3 separate regions of the Rattus norvegicus genome follow, and regions 1 and 2 are each linked to region 3. A link is a contact called in public Hi-C data. All regions are on one chromosome and are shown on one strand. The core of a region is the stretch at or near the end of the contact, and the rest is flanking DNA. Distances in the headings are between cores, read along the strand shown.

Region 1 (4,046 bases), core at 1,097-3,596, 270 kb after region 3:
GCTAAATGAAAGACTTGTGTTCAGTCATTAAAAATAATAATGCCAAAGTCCCGAGGGCTGAAATGTAAAGCTTCAGCTCGGCGTGAGGGGATGGCAAAGGAGTATGCTTATTACCCCAACAAGATAACACGCTAATTTACTTAGTAGGCAATTTAAGAGTACGTTCACAGTGAAATCTCACTTTTATCAGATTATATGAAAAATAACAACCACAAATAAAATGCTCACTCAAGCCTGGGGCTTCTGTAAGATAGGAATCACCGTGTGGGAGGCCAGCAAGGGGCTGATGGAGGGGCTGGCCCTGGAGATTCCTCCCCAGTGCTTGGCCAGTCTCCTGGACCAAGCCGGGGTGAGTTATAAAGTTATTTCCCTCACATTTTGTGGGTGATGCCTAACATCATGACAACAGAGGGGAGGAAAGGCCCTGCCTACCTACCTGCAAGTCTCTGTAAAGTAATGAATACAGACAGCTTGGGGACTGTCCACCTGCGCTACCTGCCTCTGTCTGCCTCTAAAGTGAAACCACTAGGGATTGGCAGAAGGCACTTGTCTGACAGGGCCAGGACAGCCTTTCTCCTCCATGACAGCCTGGGCCTACCCTCTTAAACCTGACCCACCATAATTCCTTCACAATGCAGCAGCTAGGCAGCTGACAGTAGCAGCTGCAGTTCTAAGCGAGATGGATGGAATTTTCATAACTGGTTCCCCAAGTTACATTTTACCTTCAAGATAATTTATGAGCTGCTATGGAGCCTTGAAGAGACAATATGCTTGCCATAAAATTAACTCTAACAGTCTTGTAGGTTATAATTAACACTGGGAGGGTAACGCCAACTGGACGAAACACATGGCATAATTGATGGTGAAACAGGGACCGGAGGAGGCTAGCAGTGTGATTGCCGTGTGTGTGTGTGTGTGTGTGTGTGTGTGCGCGCGCACACACACACACACACACACACACACACACACACACACACACTCAGCACAAACTGGGCTTTTCTGAGGCTTCATGGTAGTCACTTTGCAGGCCTCATGTACAGGGACAGAAGAAGCCAAGCCGGACAGGAAGGTGGGGGGGGGGTGGTTGTGGCTAAACCATGGGGCAAGTGGGTAGAGCCACAGAGCAGAAGGGGATGGGCACCAAACCAGAGGCTATCAGGGAGCTGGGTGGTATAGTGACACCTCAGCCCCCTCACCCCCACCCCAGGGGAGCCTGCCAGGAACTACAACTGGCACAAACAGACAAACACCATTGGCAGTGAAGGATGCACAAAAGGTAGAGAATCAAGATTTCTGAAAAGGTTCTTCCAGGAAATCTTTTCAACAGTGCGGGCATATCTCAGGAGCCCATGAAGGTGATCAACAAAACATGGATGTTTATTAAATTACAAAGTCCAGGGGTGGCAACAGAGGCGGCTCATCAGAAGTCATGCCAATCACTGTGTTTTCCCTGACACGGCAAGCCGGTTCCGTCTGTGCCTGGAATCCTGAGCTGCCCGAGCAACCGACACCAGAGAAGCCACACGCAGGCCTGAAACTGGGACCCGTCAAACGGTTTTAATGAGCAATTTTCAGGTGACTGGCCTATTTTCATTTTCAGATTTGTTTTGTTTTTGTCCTAGGACAAGAGACTGGAGGATTCTGATAAATGATGCAACAGTGTCCCCTACAGGCCGGCAGTGCTGTTCTCCCCCACCCTGGCACTTTCGAAACCCGAAACCAGTTAAACTTTTATCTATAACCTGGAATATTCATTCCAAAGTAAATTTGTAAAATACACTGGGGACACCCCTAAGATAGAATAAAATTACTATTCTTCACATGTAGTAAGTTGTTTCCTAGATATAAACATACTGTGCAGCTGATGGAGCAGAGAAATCGCTCCCCTCCACCTCAGGGCACCTGCTCGACTCGGCCTTGATTAACACAGCCCCGAAATTACCTGACCTGGAAGGTGTACAGGGTCTTGCAGGCTAAACTTGGATGTTCTCATCTTCCTCCCCACTCTCTTCTGAAAAGATTGCGATCAATACAAAAGAAACAACATAGCTATAACAGGTGGAGACTTCCCATTAAAAGACTAATGGCGGCGAGACTCATACAGCATGGGCTGCAGACAACTGCCTCACGGAGAGATGCACTCAGAGCTGGAAGGGGGAGGTGTGTTCAGCTGGCAGAGGAAATACCGATTTACGGACACACACCTGCTTACCTCCACAGCAGGGAAGAGCCTAAAGCACTGGATGTCCTGTACCGTGAGACTGAAGTCAACATACTGAAGCATGCGAGTGGCTGGGTGACATGTGTGTGACGGCTTGGCCGCTGTGCTCCCAGCAGTGGAGCCTGGCATGCTGGCTTAGGTTGCATCTCTACTACTGACCAGCAGCTGCCCTGGGCGAGGTGCTCTGTGTCCTGTGCTGCAATCTCGTCACAGAGAACACCGAACATTTCCTGGAGCTTCAGAAGTTCTCAGCTAGTTCTGGCTGTCACTAGGGCTAACAGTGGCTCCACCCCAGATTTTAAGGAAAGAACGGAGAAAGCCATGTCCATGATTGCTGCTCTTGAGGATCTTTGACCCAGGCTGGAGGATGCCCTCTGCCTGGAGGTCATGTGGATCAAGACGCTGTATTTTAGGTGAAGTTGAATTGATCCAAAATGCCTGTGGACTGCCTAGATTTTTACGCCCAGATGCTAAGGAAGCTTGGAGCCATACGTACATCTGTCAATTATAGGTAAGAATACCTAGCCCAAGCCCAGAGAAGAACTAGCCCAGGTTAGGCTTCCTCTCCAAACCCCATTCAGCAGTACCAGGTCTGGGTACTTGCTGGCATCAAGTGGGACTTGGCATCAAGACACTTTGTCAAAGGAGAGGGCAGTTTGAAAGACGGACTGCGTTCATTCTTCACTTTGTTCTTTTGGTCCATCTGGACCCTATTCTATTGCCGTGAGAAGACACCATCATGGCCAAGGCAACTTATAGGAGAGAGCGTTTAAACTGGAGGTACATGACTCCAGGATCAACATGGCAGGAAGACATGGTGCTGGTGCAGTAACTGAGAGCTGGGCATTTGATCCTTGAGGAGGAGCCATACAGACTGAACCTGGCAAGGGTCTTTTGAAACCTCCAGATCTACCCTACCTTCCCTGACAAGGTCACACCTCCTCCAAGACCACATCTCTTCCAAGGCCTCACCTCTTAATCCTTCCAGAACAACTGGGAATGAGACATTCAAACACACAAGCCTACGAGGGTCATTCGCATTCAAACTTCCACCTGACCTATGATGAGGATGACCTTACGGAGTACCTCATGTGTGTCGGGTTTTTGTCCTAGGTGTTTTACAGTAGGTCCCACCATTATCCCCAGGTAAATTACTAACAGAAGAAGTGAGGTTCAGAGGAAGCTGAGTAACATGTCTAGTACGATCTTCAGTTGTGCCTTTCCTAGAGTTAGGAAGTGGAGCCAAGTTCAAGCCCCGACGGTATGATTTGGATCCTACATGGACAACCACTATGTCATCGTCACACAATTTGCTCTAGGAAAAAAACCTGCTTTGTCCTACATTCAAAACTGAGAATGAGGAATCTCATGCAAGGTTCTATCCAAAGCCCTATACCATATTAAACATGGTTTTCTTTCCTTCCTGCTTATTCTCAAGGGTGGGCAGTTTATTTACCAACCAGCAGCCAGCACGGTGTTGCAGAGGATGGGTAATCCTCACAGAGGCCGGCTTACTGTGAGTCACTCTAGAGCACCTGAGGAGAATCCCCATCTTTCCTCTCTGGGACCCGGGTTTCCATGAAGTTGTGACTCATTCTCTTTCTGTGTATTTGTTGCTCTGTGTTACACAATCCCCTTCTAATCAGGGGTTACTCATCACTGCTGCCCCAGGGTCTAGGACAGTACCAGCTAGGAACTCAGTAAATATTTACAGAACCGACAAGTGACTCACACCAGTCACAGCAACAATAACAACCATTGATAAAGGACAGCCCATTGTCACCCATAATCCCCAACACCTATGTCACAGGTGTGGTTTTACAAG
Region 2 (3,920 bases), core at 847-3,346, 410 kb after region 3:
TGCAGCACAAAGGAATCAGTCTTCTCAAACAATAAGGACCAGTCTGCAGAGCCTCTGTTACACAATCCCCTCCGCTTCACCTTAAGGCACTTGGCTGGGATCTTTTTTAATAGAAAGGACAAACTCTTGAGTAAATGTAATAATTGTTTCAATGATGCACCCCAACCACCCAAGAAGTTAAAAAAAGAAACTGGCAAATTGGGAGTCTTCTATTACATGACCGCTTAATTGCTGCCTCGCGTCTGCAGTCTACCCGGGTCAGCAGCGAAGGAAGCTGCTCTCTGGAGCTCCAGACACACGCAAGCGAGCACACTCGGGCAAAGGCTCGTGGTGGGGCCACGACGGAAAGAAAGAGTGCCTGTTGCCCACGGGGACAGGGGGGGGGACGCCTTGCTCTGGAGCAGGCTTCCCTTACAAAAGTCCCCAGCAGCCGGTGCCTGCAGCAGGAGCACCCACCTGCCCAGTCTCTGCCATGTCTGCAGCACTCAGTGTCTAATTTCCCAGCAAACACCAGGAGCAACAGCAATCACGGTGGTTTAAGCTGAGCATTTATTATTACTGAAACAGATCTGGAAAAACAAAACAAGACAAGACCTCCCCCCGTTGTTGTTGTTTTTAATAAAGAATAAGGGTCAGAAGGACCAATCAGCTGTTGGAAGCTGCCTGATCTTACAAAGGACCGGGGTTCGGATCCTGCCATCCTCACGCTGCCTCACACCCACCTGATGCGTTCTTCTGATCTCTGTGGGCCCTGCATTCAGGTGGTGCACAGGCACACATGTGGACGCTAACACCCCTACACACAAAACAAAACTAAATACAAGTTTAAACGCTAAATTTTTAAAAATGATAAACAAAGCCTAACCCTAACCCTAACCCTAACCCTAAACCCTACGCTAAGAAATGAAGAATAGGAAAGAAATACTTTTCTCCTTTTGATGGCTAAGCTCCAGGATGGAAAAGAAATTAGCCTTGAAGAAACAAACACTAAAACTCTTCTACCCTGCGTTGCTGTTGAACTCTTCCTAATTGGTCTCTAGTCTGGGGGTTTGGCAAAGGTTCCTCATGATCGATACTCTTCTAGTAACGTTAGTATTTGCCTGTTTTACTCTGTGCTGGAAGAGAATGCATGACCTTGCCTGTGGACACTCAGGAGAGAAGAGCCATCCGGATCAGGGATAGAAAGGAGAACCCAATGTCACTGAGTCACCAAGTTTGGATGGACACAGGAGTAAGCCCTGGTGACTCTAGTTCATATCAATTTACCATCTCTAAGTTGTTAAAAGGCCAGGTTCTAAATGATAATCAAGGGAAGGGTATGCTAATTAGCCTCACTTAACCATCTCACAATATATGCAGGTACCAGATATAACATCACGATGCGCTCCATTTACACAATCATTTGTTAATTAAAAAACTACCATTATAAAACTAAATAAAGTAAAAATGAAAAAAATAAGCTGACCCTCGTCAAGGTTCAGTGAATTATCAATGAAGCCCACTCAAATACCCCCGCCTCAATACCTGAGGAAGACTGGATCTTCCTCATACGCCTCCAGCAAAACAATACAGCAGAACAACTAGATACAACATCAGCTCCGAGAACCCAGCTTTTACTGTGCTAGACAATACAAAGATTTGCTAATATGTAAAAACAGTCACTCTTTCTGATACATTTTGGTATTGGAAAACTTATTTTTATATAAAAAAAAGTCACAGTCCCTGCTACTATTAAATGAATAAAGTTATTTTGTGATTCAGTAGCTGCCAGCAGACAAGCTTCTACAGAAACAAGAGGTTTGGGGATTCTAAATAAACTTTAGTACAAAAGGGCTGGGAAAAAAAGTTTGAGAACTCTAGACTAAAGAAAATGTACAATTAGCTGCTTTCACGTACACACACAAAGTACATGCATACACATGCATACAAACACATAACAAGCACATGTACACATGTGTACATACATACACATTGTCGCCCTGCAGAAAGATGATGAAATGAATTTCTTGGGGCTTATTGTATGATCTGTTAGAGCCCATGCCTTACTAATCTGCATGTCTGATTTACTCAGAACCTCTCTTCCTCCTCCTCAGCAGGCAACCACAAATTCCACTGTGATTTCACAACCCTCGCTTAAGCAAACTGCAAGGCTGTGGCAGGGAGAAGCTCATCCAGCCTGGCAAACAGGGAAGAGCTCAACTCCCAGGCTTTCCCTCCCTGGGTCCTTTTCAGATACTAAACCCACAAAACACTGCGTTAGTTTGCTCAAAGCAAATAGTTAATTTGTCCTTTCACTAGAAATCAAAAGGACAAAGTCACAGACACAGGCTTCTGCTTCAGCCCCACATTGACCCTCTACCTTCCCCCTTTCCCAAGCAAGTGGATGTCAAAGCCATGCAGAATCAACAGATCAATCAATCCATAACAAATATTTATACTGCCTACATGAAAAACAGGAAAAGAAAACTAACAGTGCGGGTAATAAAATAAAAACGCCTCAGTAAATAGTGCTTTAAGAAGTCTGAACAAAGGAGAGAAGAACCATGTGCCAAGGTGATGAGGAGAAGAAGAAAGCAGAAAACAGATCGACAGGTAATAGGGCGGCAGAGCTAAAAAGTCAGTAATCAAAGCCGCTGATCAAGCATCAGTGATTAGACCTTTGGCTAACCGTCGGTTTCAGCAGGGGAGAGCGGGAGATAAGGCGGGGATGACAGACCGTGCCCTGATATGGAAGGTCCAGAGAGTCTGGCTGAGGGGTCTGGATTCCGTCCTGAATGTAATAAGCAGCCACAAAAGGCTTTTGAGAAGGACAGGAACACAGTGAAGGCATAATTTTGTTGAGTGAGTGACTGAGAGAGAGAGAGAGAGAGAGAGAGAGAGAGAGAGAGAGAGAAAGAGAGAGAGAGAGAGTCTGTTTAATTTGTTGCCCTGTGTTTTAACTCTAATATATTTATAATATGGTTCAGTTCAAAGGAACCAAGACTGGAGGTCAGAGGGCCAGACCCTGAGAAGACCACTGAGAAGGCACAGGGAGGCAGGAGTTGGGCCTGAACCAGGGGGTGGAGACCAAACTGTAGCCTCTAGAGCTCCGGGAGCCAGAGGGGACAGTAATGAGCACAGTGCCTCAGTGACACAGAACAAAGGAGTCAACAGCACTGACCACATACTTAAACAGTACCTGCTAGCTATTTGCTATGCTGGGAAAGAAACAAAATGCTGGTTTGCAGCCAAGGCTCTGGGTGAGTATCAGCCCTCACCAGGCCCGGGGCCCCATACAAGAGACTCAGAAGGTAGAAAGAAAATAATCACCATGGTGAGGCTTGGGCTTTCTCTGCAAAGTAGTTGTCCAAACACTGGATTTTCAGCACAAGGCCAGAAAAGGCCACAAAGTCATTCCATTTAAACACCACTTGTCATGGTGGCACCTTCCTTTTTTCTGGCTGTCTCTGGCTTTACCACAGCTGTCTGTCTTCACAAACAGACTGTACTGATGATGGCTTCCCGATTCCTATCCTGCCCACATGTGGCAGATGTGGGGCTCCTTGACAAGCTAGTCCAAAACATTGCTTCAGAAGCCCGCCTCTAGAGCTTAGCTTCGAGTCCATGCCTCTGTTCCTTGGGAGGCTGCTATACAGAAACAACCTCTTGTCACAGCTTCCTGTACCCAAATCCATACATGCACCATCGACAGACACAGATGTGAGCAGAGGCTTGTGGGCAGAAGCAGGAGCAGCAAAGTGGGAGGCGCTTCAAAGTGGGGGCTGGAACTCACAAAGAAAGCCCTGCTCAGAGCAAATGTTCTTAACCCCAGCACTCGGGAGGCAGAGGCAGGCAGATATTGTGAGTTTGAGGCGAGCCTGGTCTACAGAGTGAAGTCTAGGTCAGCCAGGGCTACACAGAGAAACTCTGTCTCGGAAATC
Region 3 (4,405 bases), core at 1,094-3,593:
GTCCGGGTCTAGAGGTTCACACTCTGGGCCAGGGACGGCCCCTTGGCCGGCGTGAGTCCTTCCTGAGAACAGCCTGGCTCTTCCTGTGTTCTTTCTCTCAGTCCGCAATCGGACACAACCAGGTCGATAGCTGGTTAACGAAAAAGGAGCATGTCAGAGGCTCTTGTGGGTCGTTGCTGTGGGGTGCTGCGTTTTATTTTTCTCTCCCTTCTGAAAAACAAAAACGGAATTAAATACTCGCGTTTTCAACCAGGCAAGCACAGCGAAACCCGTTTGCCCACTTTGGAATCTGGCTCTGTCGCCCATTGGTCTGGTCCAGCACTATGTAGGTCGTCGTCAAGGCTGTCTAGCAAGACTCACGGTCCTATACATAGGAACGATCCTGGAAAATAATGTCGCCTAGATTCTACAACCCTAAGACCTTTTCCTGAGCAGGTGAGCCCTGGCTTCTTGAGACAGATTTAACCAGAAACGGAATCAGGCAGGGGGAACGCATTCGAAGGCCTGAGCTGATCCTATTGTGCCTCCTCTGTCCAGGCTCACCTAAAACCAACCTCCAGCACCAGGCAAGGAGGGCCAGGAAATGATAGAGAAGCTGCCCGGATTCAATTTAGGAAGACTCCAGATGCTGACATCAAACTTTAGACCTGCTAGCTCCCCCAACTTCTGCTTGTGTTTCTTCCACTAATTTTTTGAGTTAGTACCTCCTGGAGCCTAAGGCCAGTTCGAAGGCGGGCGGAATGCAGCCAGAGGTGGGACATGGGTCAAAACTGGAGTCCAGGTCCAGGGCGAAAGAAATTCATTCCTTAACTGTATTTATAGCAGAGTTGGGCCAGCCCAGTATCCTCAGACCCCTCCAAGCTGGCAGAATTCCGATTTGATTCTTAGATCAATTGGAGGCCCAGGGGTGGTGTTTCTGCCTGTAAGACTCTTCCCTCTACTAAAGAATCGCAGCCCGGGAGTTGTCCAGGCCGCAGGCCCACAGCAGGCCTGGCCCACGCGTGGGTCACCGCTGCAGCCTAAGTCGCTTATCTGGGAGCTACAGCTATTCCGGGATTTCAGTGTGGCCTTCCCCTGCACACCCTAATCCGTGAAGGTGGGCACTTGGACATTGCAAGTTAGATTTAGGAAATACCCTACCCTAAAACCAGTCTTGCTCCCCGCCCCCACAATGCACACCCTCTAGGACTCTGGGGGATTCTCGCCCAAAGAAAACACTGGGTTTGGGGGACCAGAGAGCGGAAAGGGGATAGTGAAATGAATGGTCTCGATCGACCAAAAAAAAAAAAAAATCACACCAATATAGAAACTTCTCGAAGAGCTTTCGGAAAGTTCCCAGAGCCTCGGCAGTGAGGCTCTTTGCTCCTCTGCTCCTCCCCCGCCCCACAGTCAGGAGCTCCACCAACTCCTTGCTTGTTCGCGAGATCACCTAGGCGCCAAACTCACTATTTCTAAGTGAGGATTCTGACCGAGGTACCCCGGAGGTGTAAATGGAACAAACTGCAGGGTTTCCCCGCCCTCCCCCGACCCTGCACAGAATAGGTCTTTTAAAGCTCGGAACCTAAGCTCTCCCTACTCCCAGGCAGCGTGTTCTCTCTTTCAGTTGCAGGTTTAGGCTATGGAGAGCGTCCTAGGGGACCAGAGCTGAAAAGTGCAAAGAGAGCCACTCCCCGGGTGGGGGTGGGGGCTGCCTTGGTTTAGGGTCCCGTCCCATCCCGGAACTAAAGCTTCGAAGGGGGCTGAGAATTGAGAAGTTGGAAGACCGAAGGGGCTAGGTGACCCTGTACTAACCCGCCACTCGTGGTCTGGGCTCTCCCCTCCCAGTGAGGGCAGGAGGGGGCGGGAAGAGACTGAGTCCAGTCCCGCCCCGCCCCGCCCGGCGCTCTGAACTCGCGGGGGAGGGCCGCCTCGCCCAGAAGGCTCCCGGGTGATTGGCGACTCCAGGAGGAGACGCAAGGAAAAGTCGAATAAGAGGGCGCGACGTCAGACTCGAGATTTGGGGAAGGGTGAGGGAGGGGGTGGAAGGGCGGAGACAGACACACAGACACTGACGCGGACACACACCCCCCGCACAGCATTCTAAGTGTCTTCAACTTTAGATCGCCTTAGCCCAGGGTGCGGAGACCGGGGAAGGGGGGAAAAGAAAATGAGAGAGTAGATTTAAAAAGAGAGGAGTCAGACTAGGAAAAGTGAAGAGAGCAGAGAGGTGAGCAAAAGCAACCGTGAGAAAGGGAAAAAAGGAAAAAGAACCGCAGTTTCCCAGCGTCCAGAACTGCGAAGGAGCCTCGGGAGCGGAAGCGGCCAGGGGTGGGGTGAGGGGGACGCAGCTAGGGGAGGGGAGAGGACAGGACAGGAGGAGAGTGTAAACTAGAGGAGGGCGAAGGAAGCGAGGCGCGACACAGCTCCGGGAGAGGAGGGCAGAACTGAGCGCCTAGCGCAGAGCGGCTCGCCCGGCCTAGAGGAGGGAGTGCTGCGCAGAGAGGAGGGGCTTGAGGCCCCGTAGAAATGTCAATCAGAGCCGGGAGCCCAGGGAATCTCGGCCAATCTGTTCGGACCTGACCTGACTCCTCGCTGCCGCCGCCGCCACCGTCGCCCGCCGCCGAGCAGATCAATAGGCGAACGCGGAGCGCGACGCAGCGCGGCCCGGGCTCGGCCCAGCCCCCGATGCTCTCCGGAGCCGGCGTCCGGCGCTGAGCACGGCGGCCCGGGGGGCCCGGCCCCCAGTCCGTAGGTGCGCCGCGGGCCACCATGTCCTTCCCCCAGCTCGGATACCAGTACATCCGCCCGCTCTACCCACCCGAGCGCCCGCCAGCCGCGGGCGGCGGCGGAGGTGGCAGTAGCGCTGGGGGCCGGAGCGGTCCGGGTGCCGGAGCCTCCGAGTTGGCCGCCTCGGGGTCCCTATCCAATGTGCTTTCGTCCGTGTACGGGGCACCCTACGCCGCGGCCGCAGCAGCCGCCGCCGCCGCCCAGGGGTACGGCGCCTTCCTGCCCTACGCCACGGAGCTGCCCATCTTCCCACAGCTGGTAAGATCCGGAGAAACCCGGGAAAGAGGGGTTGGAGTTGGGGTGTGGGGCAAGGTGAGGGTGCAGAAGAAAGCCGGGGTCCGGGCGGGAGGATAGAGGTGGCGACGGCAGGAGCTCACTCGTGCTCCCCCCGCGCGTGTCCCCTTCCTTTTCCATGTGCGCACAGGGCGCTCAGTATGAGCTGAAGGACAGCCCTGGGGTCCAGCATCCGGCCACGGCCGCCGCGTTCCCGCACCCGCACCCCGCCTTCTACCCCTACGGCCAGTACCAGTTCGGGGACCCGTCCCGTCCCAAGAACGCCACCCGGGAAAGCACAAGCACGCTTAAGGCCTGGCTCAATGAACACCGCAAGAACCCGTACCCCACCAAGGGCGAGAAGATCATGTTGGCCATCATCACCAAAATGACCCTCACCCAGGTGTCCACCTGGTTCGCCAACGCGCGCCGGCGCCTCAAGAAGGAAAACAAGATGACGTGGGCTCCCCGTAGTCGCACGGACGAGGAGGGCAATGCTTATGGGAGCGAGCGGGAGGAGGAGGACGAAGAGGAAGACGAGGAAGAGGGCAAACGCGAGCTGGAGATGGAGGAGGAGGAGCTCGCAGGAGAGGAGGAGGACACGGGGGGCGAGGGCCTGGCCGACGACGACGAGGATGAGGAGATCGATTTGGAAAACTTAGACAGCGCGGCAGCCGGGTCGGAACTAACCCTGGCTGGGACGGCGCATAGGAACGGAGACTTCGGCCTAGGACCCATTTCAGACTGCAAAAATAGCGACTCGGACGACAGCTCCGAAAGCTTGGAGGAGCGACCACTGTCCGTCCTGAGCTTGGCTCCCGCGCCACCGCCCGTGGCCAGGGCTCCTGCGTCTCCACCTTCTCCACCCTCCGGCCTGGACCCCTGCGCTCCGGCACCGGCGCCCTCCTCCACCCTCCAGAAGCCCAAGATCTGGTCACTGGCCGAGACGGCCACTAGCCCGGACAACCCACGTCGATCGCCTCCCGGAGCCGGAGGTTCTCCTCCCGGGGCAGCCGTTGCGCCCCCGACGCTGCAGCTCTCGCCCGCGGCCGCCGCAGCGGCTGCTGCAGCACACAGACTGGTGTCGGCGCCGCTTGGCAAATTCCCCGCTTGGACCAACAGGCCTTTCCCAGGCCCGCCGGCCGGTCCGCGGCCGCACCCGCTGTCCATGCTAGGCTCGGCCCCACAGCACCTGCTGGGACTTCCCGGAGCCGCAGGCCACCCCGCTGCGGCCGCCGCCGCCTATGCTCGGCCTGCGGAGCCAGAGAGTGGAACAGGTGACAAGAAAAATGTAGGGCACAGTGGGAGGGTGTTGGTGGGGCTCTCGCCCAGGCTAAAGGGAAAGAATGGGACTTAGGGGGAACGC

Evidence for each region. Hi-C and Micro-C count contacts between places; a contact is called where the count stands out from the background.
Region 1: a Hi-C map of hepatocytes shows a contact between it and region 3, with 2.8 times the contacts expected there. The contact joins the enhancer-like site here to the promoter of Irx3 in region 3. A contact is called at or near these places in 8 of 12 Hi-C or Micro-C datasets (Schwann cells, frontal cortex, hepatocytes and 4 more).
Region 2: a contact with region 3 is called in a Hi-C map of liver, with 4 times the contacts expected there. The contact joins the enhancer-like site here to the promoter of Irx3 in region 3. A contact is called at or near these places in 5 of 12 Hi-C or Micro-C datasets (Schwann cells, frontal cortex, hepatocytes and 2 more) and 1 of 1 datasets of contacts at active chromatin or transcription factors (oligodendrocytes).

The regions. Positions count from the first base shown.
Region 1 is chr19:31,652,980-31,657,025 of GRCr8, forward strand. The region is part of intron 8 of Fto (FTO, alpha-ketoglutarate dependent dioxygenase); the gene reads right to left. Among named protein-coding and RNA genes, the nearest start is that of Fto, 210 kb to the right of the region's middle. Within about 2 kb of position 2,347, at least 11 of the 93 cell types and tissues checked have an H3K27ac peak or open chromatin away from gene starts, as enhancers often do. A contact at or near this core is called in hepatocytes and liver, where this site is marked.
Region 2 is chr19:31,793,190-31,797,109 of GRCr8, forward strand. All of the region lies in intron 1 of Fto (FTO, alpha-ketoglutarate dependent dioxygenase), which reads right to left. Among named protein-coding and RNA genes, the nearest start is that of Fto, 70 kb to the right of the region's middle. Within about 2 kb of position 2,097, at least 11 of the 93 cell types and tissues checked have an H3K27ac peak or open chromatin away from gene starts, as enhancers often do. A contact at or near this core is called in hepatocytes and liver, where this site is marked.
Region 3 is chr19:31,382,775-31,387,179 of GRCr8, forward strand. It overlaps Irx3 (iroquois homeobox 3), which reads left to right and starts at 2,344. Exons shown (of 4, transcript NM_001395133.1): 1 at 2,344-3,024; 2 at 3,191-4,316. The coding sequence starts at 2,749.